2 separate regions of the Xenopus tropicalis genome follow, and region 1 is linked to region 2. Evidence: chromatin contacts called from public Hi-C data. All regions are on one chromosome and are shown on one strand. Each heading gives the region's core, a stretch centred on a gene start, on an enhancer-like site or on the middle of the called end of the contact. The rest is flanking DNA. Distances are from core to core; before and after follow the strand shown. Region 1 holds the start of foxc1 (forkhead box C1). Region 2 overlaps gmds (GDP-mannose 4,6-dehydratase).

Region 1 (4,266 bases), core at 220-2,719, 53 kb after region 2:
CGACCTGTCCCCAGAGTACAAGCTCATGGCCTGCATGTTGCAGTGATAGGTCCCTGCCCCACCGCCGCTGCTTGTGCCCTGACTGCAGGGGGGGCTGTAGATGGAGCCCTGGCCTGGGGAGTAGGTGAGTAGGGAGGAGGGGGCGATACCTGTCCTGGAAGAGGAGATGAGGGGAGAAGGCAGTTCTCCTGAGCCCTGCGGGGACCCCCTGAGGGAGGTCATGATGTTATCCACACTGAAGCCCTGGCTGTGGTGGTGCTGCTGGTGCGGGTGGTGAGACTCTGCAGCCTCCAGGCTCATGGACCTGTTGGACGGGATGCTGTGGGGGCTGCCACTGGACATGCTGCTGCTGCTATCCGGACTCTCTATCTTGGGCACCGTGCTGAGTGCAGGAGACATGGCCTGGGGAGGAGACGAGGTGCCGTTCTCGGTCTTTATATCCTGGATCCTGACCGGCTGGGAGCCGCTGTCCTGCTCCGCTTGGGCCTGGCCCTGCTGCTGCTGGCGCTGCTGTTGCGCGGCTGCGGGCTGGCTGCCATGATGCTCTTTCAGGAGCCGATCTTTGTCCTCCTTAGTGGCATCTTTGACCACATCTTTTTTCTTGAACCTGCGCCTCCTCCTCAGAAAGCTGCCATTTTCAAACATGTTGTACGAGTCCGGGTCCAAGGTCCAGTAGCTGCCCTTACCCGGCTTCTTGTCGTCCCTTGGCACCTTGACAAAACACTCGTTGAGGGATAAGTTGTGCCTAATACTATTCTGCCAGCCCTGCTTGTTGTCTCGATAGAAGGGGAACCTCTCCATTATGAACTGGTAGATGCCATTCAGGGTGATCTTCTTTTCAGGGGCGTTCTGGATGGCCATGGTGATGAGGGCGATGTAGCTGTAGGGGGGCTTCACCATGTCCTTGGGCTGGGGTTGGGGGGTGTAAGGCCCATAGGCTCTGGCCATGCCGGCCTGGTACTGTTCATGCGCGGGGTGGGAGTACATGCTCATGGGGGCAGCCATGCCCGTGTAGCCTCCTCCTGCCGCCGCCGCAGCTGCAGCCGCCCTGTAGTAACTCTGCTCCCCGCTGAGGTAGGGCACGACTCCCAGGGAGTTGGGGCTGGACACCGAGTAGCGCGCCTGCATGGCTCCTCCGCCTCCTCCTGCAGCGGGCACTGCCAGCCCCGGGCACACTCAGATGGGCACAACGATGGGGAACAAGTGGCATGCACACCCCACTGACCCGGATCTCCCAGTACCTGCTGGGAATAGGGGAGGCACTGACGGCAGAGAACTCTGGGGACCCGAGGTTTGGCTCTCCCGGCTCCGGACTCTGGCTGTGTGGCAGATGCGCTGGGCGCTTAGTTCCCTCGTACCCCCGGTATGTGGCAGTGCAGGAGTGGGAGGCAGCGGTGAGGTTGGCCCCGTACTGTGGGGGTGGGGGCGCTGCACTCAGGCGCTGGCAGGCTCGGGGCACATCGGGAAAACTTTGCAAGTTTGGAGCATCAGTCAGCAGCCTGGGACTTTTCTACAGCGCTCTGCTGTGAGCCCAACCCCGCCCACTCCGACGGTGCGAACCAATCAGGGAGCAGCAGCCGGCCTGTGAATGGAAAAAACACAGACACTTCCACACTGACACCGAGGGCAGTTCCAGCGGCAGCGGCAGGAACTGAGACACCGACCCGCCCAGCACCCGGGAACCAAGGGTCACACCCAGGGCACAAGTAGCCCACCATGGTGCCCAGTCAGCTCCCCCTGGGTGCAGGGAACATCATTGTTTCTAAGTGTTATAGTAACAGGTAGTGGGGTGTCTGATTAACTCCTAGTCATATTTCTGACTGCAATAATAGATATAAAAGTTATATAGATAGGTATAAAGCTATAGATATTGTCTCTCCGTACTACTTATTAGCAGTTAATAACCCACCCATCCAACAGACTCTGCCCCCTGCATGTTCCCGCTCAGTGCTGGTACCCTGTGGGCATCTGCCTGGAGCCTCACATTGGGCTGCACCATCTCCTTTATTGGAAGGGGCGGTTGAAAAACGTGGGGAATATTCACATTCGAGACGCAATGACACTCATTCATTCACTCATACAAACAGCAAATGTATAAAAAGGTGTAAGTGCGATAGTGCGACTCATTATATTGTAAGCATTCTGAGCACAGCCAGGCCGTTGTAGAGAAGGCGCCCCCATAAGAAATAGACAATATGGGGTCTGTTCATTTGCTTTATTGGATGTGCCTACACACCCCTCCCAGCCTGGGGCGCAGAACAAGTGTGAAAGTTGTGCACAAATAATTTCCAGAATGTATGTATGTAAATATATTGTATATGCTGGAGTACAATGGGTGCCTTGTGTGAACAAGAGATACATGTGTGTATGTGTTGAGAGGGGGTCCTGTGCTAAATGCCCTCACTCATCACTGAAAATCGAATTAGAACTAATTAAATGCCATTGACAAATGTCAAACCCATGTGTGAACGTTTGGGCTCTTGCTAAATTGGTTTGTATGTGATGGGCTGCTCACCTCCTGTGTTTAATCTACAGAGAGCTTTCTTTTAAGAGGAAGGTGCCAATGTGGCCATTTGGTTGCCCAGAGCCCACTCCCCCCATTCTCACCTGCCTGTGCTCTCTTCAGCTCTGCAAATCAAAGCAAGTCCCGTGTGGGATGTGGTGTGTGGCCCTCCCTGGTAGCATGGGCACCACAATGTTCTTGGCTGCCTACACTGCCCATATGTTGCTTCTGATCGCCCTACTATTCCCACCGATATCCACCTGCTTGGGGCTTTCCCCCCACTTTGCATAGAATCTGCGATGCCTGGAAACTTCACACTATAGGGCGCAGCTCTGCATTTTAGTTCTGATCAACTAAAGGAGAAATTAAGCCATTTGGCAACTGTCTCCTTATATGGGCTATAAACTTATTATAGCTTTCTTTTATAATTATAGTGCAGATCATAACTCCCCACTTCTGCTTCTAAACACAAAACTTTCTGTATAATTACTTTATTGGAGAGACTCTCCTAAAGACATTCTTAGGAGAGATTTATTTTAGTAAAGGCTACATTCCAGTAAAATGGGGTTACTTTACTTTTCTAAAGCTGTATATTAAGACAGTTTTTCTGCACCAAAGCACGTCTGTCTCACAATATCTATTTAACATCTATCGTTTCAAGTGGATTTTGTTTAGCGGAATTAATAATGGCCCCTGCAGGGTTGAAAGAGAAGACAAACTTACCAGCCCCATTTATAGTGTATATATATACAGATATATATGATTTGGGGTTTTTTTTTTCGTGAATATTTAATAGTTTTGATATAAAAAATAAAACTTGTTTAATAAATGCAGTTTTTATTTCCAGGCATAGTCTTCTCAGTTGAACTAATCATTATTTGGTCCTTTCCTTTAAATCTGAACCCTTTTCCACTGTCTGCCTTTGTGCAGCTTCTTCAGGAAACAAGAAGACGCATATTTAATAAGAATATTCGGAAACGGCAGAATCCAAACAAGAGACAGAGAGCTGCACTGACATCTAAGATTAGTTATTTTGATTGTATTTAGTCCAGTCAGATTGCTGCCGATACTGCAGAAACTGCTGCAATTTCCCTTCCATCCACTTATCAATGACTTACAATATACCAAGTTGGACATAAATACAAAAGCAATAAAATTCCAATTTATTTGTCCCACATTGCTACTCTAGGTTATATGGTCATCTAATCCCAAATACTTGTTTGTTTCTGTGCGGTTCCTGCAAATAACATAAGCCAATTCTAAGGCTAGTTGCAGGGTACAGGTGAAATAGAACAATTCTCCCCAGATTTCCCTTCCCAGAGAGACCTGTGGGTGAACTCTCTGTGCCAGCCTCGGGCTGTTTATACACAGTCAAGACTCCACTTTTCACCCTGTAACTTAGCTACCCCCTCTCTCCATAAACAGGCGGCTAAGCCACATTCCCTCAATCCCTGACTCTTCCCATGGGCAAGCTGGGAACCAGAGGGCACCAACAAGTGAGATACTATCCTAGAGATTCAATCTAACTTTACTAATACAAACTATTTATCATTGCACTTCCCTCTAACACACACAATATTAATCGGAATTGCTACATGTCCCTTTAAAAACGACTTTGTTGCTCTCTCAAATACTTGTGGCCATATATTCTTTCTCACAAGTACAAAGCCACTTCAAGGGTGGTCCTATATTAAAGGCTTTAGTGCTCCATTGTTTGTACAGTTTAATATTTTGTTTTTAAAAGTTACTATTACATCCATTAG
Region 2 (4,286 bases), core at 1,759-4,258:
CATATAAGAGCATCCAGTCAGAGCTTTAATTTGATCGTTCCATTGCACTAAATGAAAGGAAACCTAATTGCCCTAGAGTAGGGGTTCCCAACCTTTTTTATTTGTGAGCCACCAGGCCCAGACTGGCAATCTGTGGGTTCTGCCAAATGCCAGAGGGGCTGCTGTAAGATGCCATAGACATAGAATGCCAGATTTTAAGGTGACATTCACCTGTTATGTTGGTGCTCAGGCTATCATAACTCAAGAATCAGTGCTAGCTAGATAGATCCCGTTTTCCATTCAAATTCCTAGACAACATGTGGTGCCAATTGTTGGGAGCCAAAGTGTTAAATTGGTGCAGATAGAAATATGTACTGTAGAGAGGTGCTTAAAACCAGTGAGTTTGAAAACACCTGCTAAATAAATGTATTAAGCAACCATCTCTCTGTCATGCTATGGTTATTATTTAGAGAATTCTGATGCCCAAAATATTCAGTACTAACAATGTTGATTCAGACACCGTATTCCAGTCACCTATGTGAAAGGGGGCCTCTCTAAAATGCCCCCAATTTTCATTCCTGTAATTTACTTTACTTTGCACTCAGCTTCCTGTTCTCTTAATTTCATCATGTTTCCCACGATGCACACAACCACTGCTAGCTATCATAATACATAAGGTATTCATTATACTGCAGAAGATCCAGTTTTGTCTAATGAAATTCACCCATGCTCATGAGACTATATTTTGTAAGACTACACTGCCGAATATTGCATGTGCTGGTTATAAAATAGCCGTGTTTTCTTGCAGTATCCTCCAGTGCATTGGAAGTGTGAGAGCTGTAGGTATTTTCACGGAAGATTTATATCTAAAGCTCCAATATGTTAAACAGAGGCTATCACATTTTATTTAAGTGTTGTAAGTGTTATCCTTTCTTTAACATAACATAACATGTCTTATTTTGTTTTGAAAGCTGTTTTTTTTTTTTTTTTTTTGCTTGTGTCTGTGAGGGGGTTTGCCTGGATAGTATACACAGTAACCTAGCTGTACACATACTACCTAGTTTACCTGGAGGAAATCTGCTTCAATATAATGTAGGGATGCTCTAAGACAGTGGTGGGCAAGTGGCTCTTGAGCCCCTTGAATTTGGCTCTTCCAGGTGCGGGCTCGCACGAACAGTGCGATCGCATTTTCGTTGCCCGTAGCAAAAATCAGCAGGAGGGCTTTGGGCTATGGGAGATGTGGCACAGGTGGGGGGTGGGATACGCAGTGCAGGGGAGGCTCGCTCGTTTCATGCACGAGTGAGCCAGTGACAGTGCAAAAAATTTGGCTCTCAAAAGAAATTCAATCGCTGTTTTGTTGATATTTGGCTCAGTTGACTAATAAGTTTGCCCACCGCTGCTCTAAGGCAGTGTTCCCCAACCAGTGGCTCGTGAGAAACATGTTGCTCCCCAACCCCATGGATGTTGCTCCCCGTGGCTTCAAAGCAGGTGTTTATTTTTGAATCTCTAGTTAGGAGGTAAACAGAACCTTCTGTGGGCTGCCAGTCCACATAGGGGCTAGTAAGTAGTATTAAGTAGCCAATTATAACTCTTATTGGGAACATTTTTAATGCTTGTATTGCTCCCCAACACTTTTTCCATTTAAATGTGGCTCACGGGTATAAAAGGTTGGGGATCCCTGCTCTGAGGGTTGGTTTTATATCTTGAGTTTTTGCCAGTTTCCAAGGATTTGCAACAGTTTTGTTTCCCAAAGCTGAACTGCTGCTAAGGTTTTCAAGCCATAATATATACAAGTAAATTATTATAAACCTACGTCCTGCTGTACTTTAGATATAAAAATGGACTGCTGCAATCAAAGCTTGCCTAACCCTTCCCAAATGTCTAATTTTCTTAAATTTAAAACTATATCTAATTGTTTGTGGCTTTGCCATCCATTCCACAATCCATGGTGTTCCTCAGTAATATCAGTATTGTTTATTGGGGCCTGTGGGTTAACTCTCACACTCCAATAAATTAAAATAAAACATTGGCACATTGAAAGCAGTCCTCATATTAGATGGTGTTTGCTAGTCCCAGGACTAAAATTTTTCAAAACTGTCACATAAAGATTCTCCTGTATTCATTGCTTTCACAAAGCCATTGGAATAAATTATGAAGCAGCCACCATTATGTTTTTATTAAAAACCCATGTAAGTGCTAAGTAACAAGTAGGCTTGTGTAGCTTAAAGATCCCAAATAATTACAGCCTTCAGAAGCCCTGTGCCAATGTTGTGATATTAGCTACAGTTCATTTAGGATATTGATCTGTCCTGTAACAACCTTTCTATTATAGGATTACCTGGAATCCCTAGGTAATAATCTGGAGCTTATTATCACGATAAAAGTGACAGTGTCACCAGTAAAACATAAGGCTCCAATCAGGGGCTTTAATAGACTGCGCCAGGCTGATGTGAATTCTACCCCAAAGTGACTGACTTTTAAACTGTTTGTATATGTCAGCCCAGGGATGGTATGCATCACCTTCAATTAAATACAAAAGTTCTTTTGTTTTGGTGGGTGTCAGCTGGGGGAGGGCGATGCTCACGGTGGCTGTTTCTGCTGCAGCTGGTTAATTTGTAAATAGAACTGCATGTAGCTGGCTGCCTGCTCTCTTTTCCTTATCCATAGAGATATGGCTGATCGGAAAAGCATTTAGATAAAGCAGCCTTAATCTTTCACTTTTTTATGCTCTGCACTATAAGTATGATACATATTTAGGGTGTAGTTTCTGATATTCTTTAATTCATAATGTTCATAATTATAATTATATATAATATATATATAGTTCCAGCAAGTTACTTAGTTACAGTTAGAATGCATTACATTTTTCCCCAAAATGTAGTGTTTTCTCAGAATTCCAGCACCACTGCAGTCACAAGGGAGAGATGCGCCTGATACAATTGGTCAAAAATTGGCCCAATTCTTTAGGCACAGTTGTGCTGTGTATATTGATGCTGGACGCATAGGGAACTACAGCCTGGTGTGGAGGTGGATGTAGCTTCAGGGTTCCTTTGCATCAATGGGTGCAGCAGCATTCAGTTCAGAATGAAGGCAGCAAGGACTGAGCAACACTGAGCTTAGTTATACGGAAATGCAAGGAGTTCATTTTGACACAAATACCTTTAATGAAAGTGGTTTTACATGCAATTGACTGACAAAAATAACACTTATTGTCTTATCTTAGACATAAAAATGAAAATCTGGAACTTTGAATATTATATATATACCGCTACTAGTCCTCTTGAACATCTAAATCAGGTTTCATGGTCATGCAATAAATATATAGATGAACTAAAGTTCCCAACGAATGGTTGACTTCAGGTATCCCTGATATTTAGTATGGCTTATGTCCCATGGGTGACTTCACTGGCACTGGATCGTTACAAATATGAGTCCCCATCTGCCTTAAGATTAGCCAGTGACTTAATTTATGCAACCTCTGGGGACATCAGCAACATGGATTTATGGTTTTGGGTGCGATGAACTGTGAATTGGTTTCTTTGAACCTTACCCCTCAAAAAAGAGATGGGAACCTGCAGTCCCTTCAGACATCAGTTTGTTGGAAACCTGGCAAATTATCCAAACAAGTTGTACAATGTGGCCCCCTACAAACAGTGATATGAACAAAAACATGCTAAAGGAAACCTTTCTAAGACTTCAATGAATCTGGTGAAAGGGACCCTGTTAAATACAGATACGTGACTACATATAAAGTTTAAAAAATATATATGTATCAGTGTATTATGTGTATTCCCCAAGTGTCTGTATTTTATGGAATTTGTTGGCAGCAATGCAGGAAACCCCCTTAAATATTTTTGTGCTGACCAGACTAATCACAGAGGTTAGTATGAGAGTGGGAAAACTTTCCCAGAGTAGCTATTTCATGGACAAAACCAAGTTGTTCCAGGGCATTCATTTCTATGTAATTAATGGCACTGCTTTACTGACCGTCTGTTAGGTTGTTGCAAACTAATTACTACAATAATATACTTTATATTGTAAGTAGAAAATGTTACTTTATTTCATTAATATACTTTATTCCATAAAAACAATGTATTTCCCAACTGCTGTGAGTTTCTGGGGGTAAAGCTAGGGCCAGATGTGAGATTTTCTGGCTTTGTATAACATGCACAGAGAGCCTCAGAGCATATCTGGCAGCCTGCCTGACAGTGTGGCTAAATCTAGGCATCAGCCAGGTGAGCAAGTGCTAGCCGACACACTTGCTTTTAAATGCTGACGGCTGCACGCTGAGGTTTCAGTACCCATTG

The links. A called contact is a pair of places that touch in the nucleus more often than the background predicts.
Region 1: a contact with region 2 is called in a Hi-C map of neurula embryo, with 1.4 times the contacts expected there. The contact joins the promoter of foxc1 here to the enhancer-like site in region 2.

Annotation. Positions count from the first base shown.
Region 1 is chr6:86,659,055-86,663,320 of UCB_Xtro_10.0, forward strand. foxc1 (forkhead box C1) reads right to left here and starts at 1,470. Exons shown (of 1, transcript NM_001007863.1): 1 at 1-1,470. The coding sequence starts at 1,128.
Region 2 is chr6:86,604,658-86,608,943 of UCB_Xtro_10.0, forward strand. The region is part of intron 10 of gmds (GDP-mannose 4,6-dehydratase); the gene reads left to right. Among named protein-coding and RNA genes, the nearest start is that of foxc1, 54 kb to the right of the region's middle. Within about 2 kb of position 3,009, at least 2 of the 11 cell types and tissues checked have an H3K27ac peak or open chromatin away from gene starts, as enhancers often do. A contact at or near this core is called in neurula embryo, where this site is marked.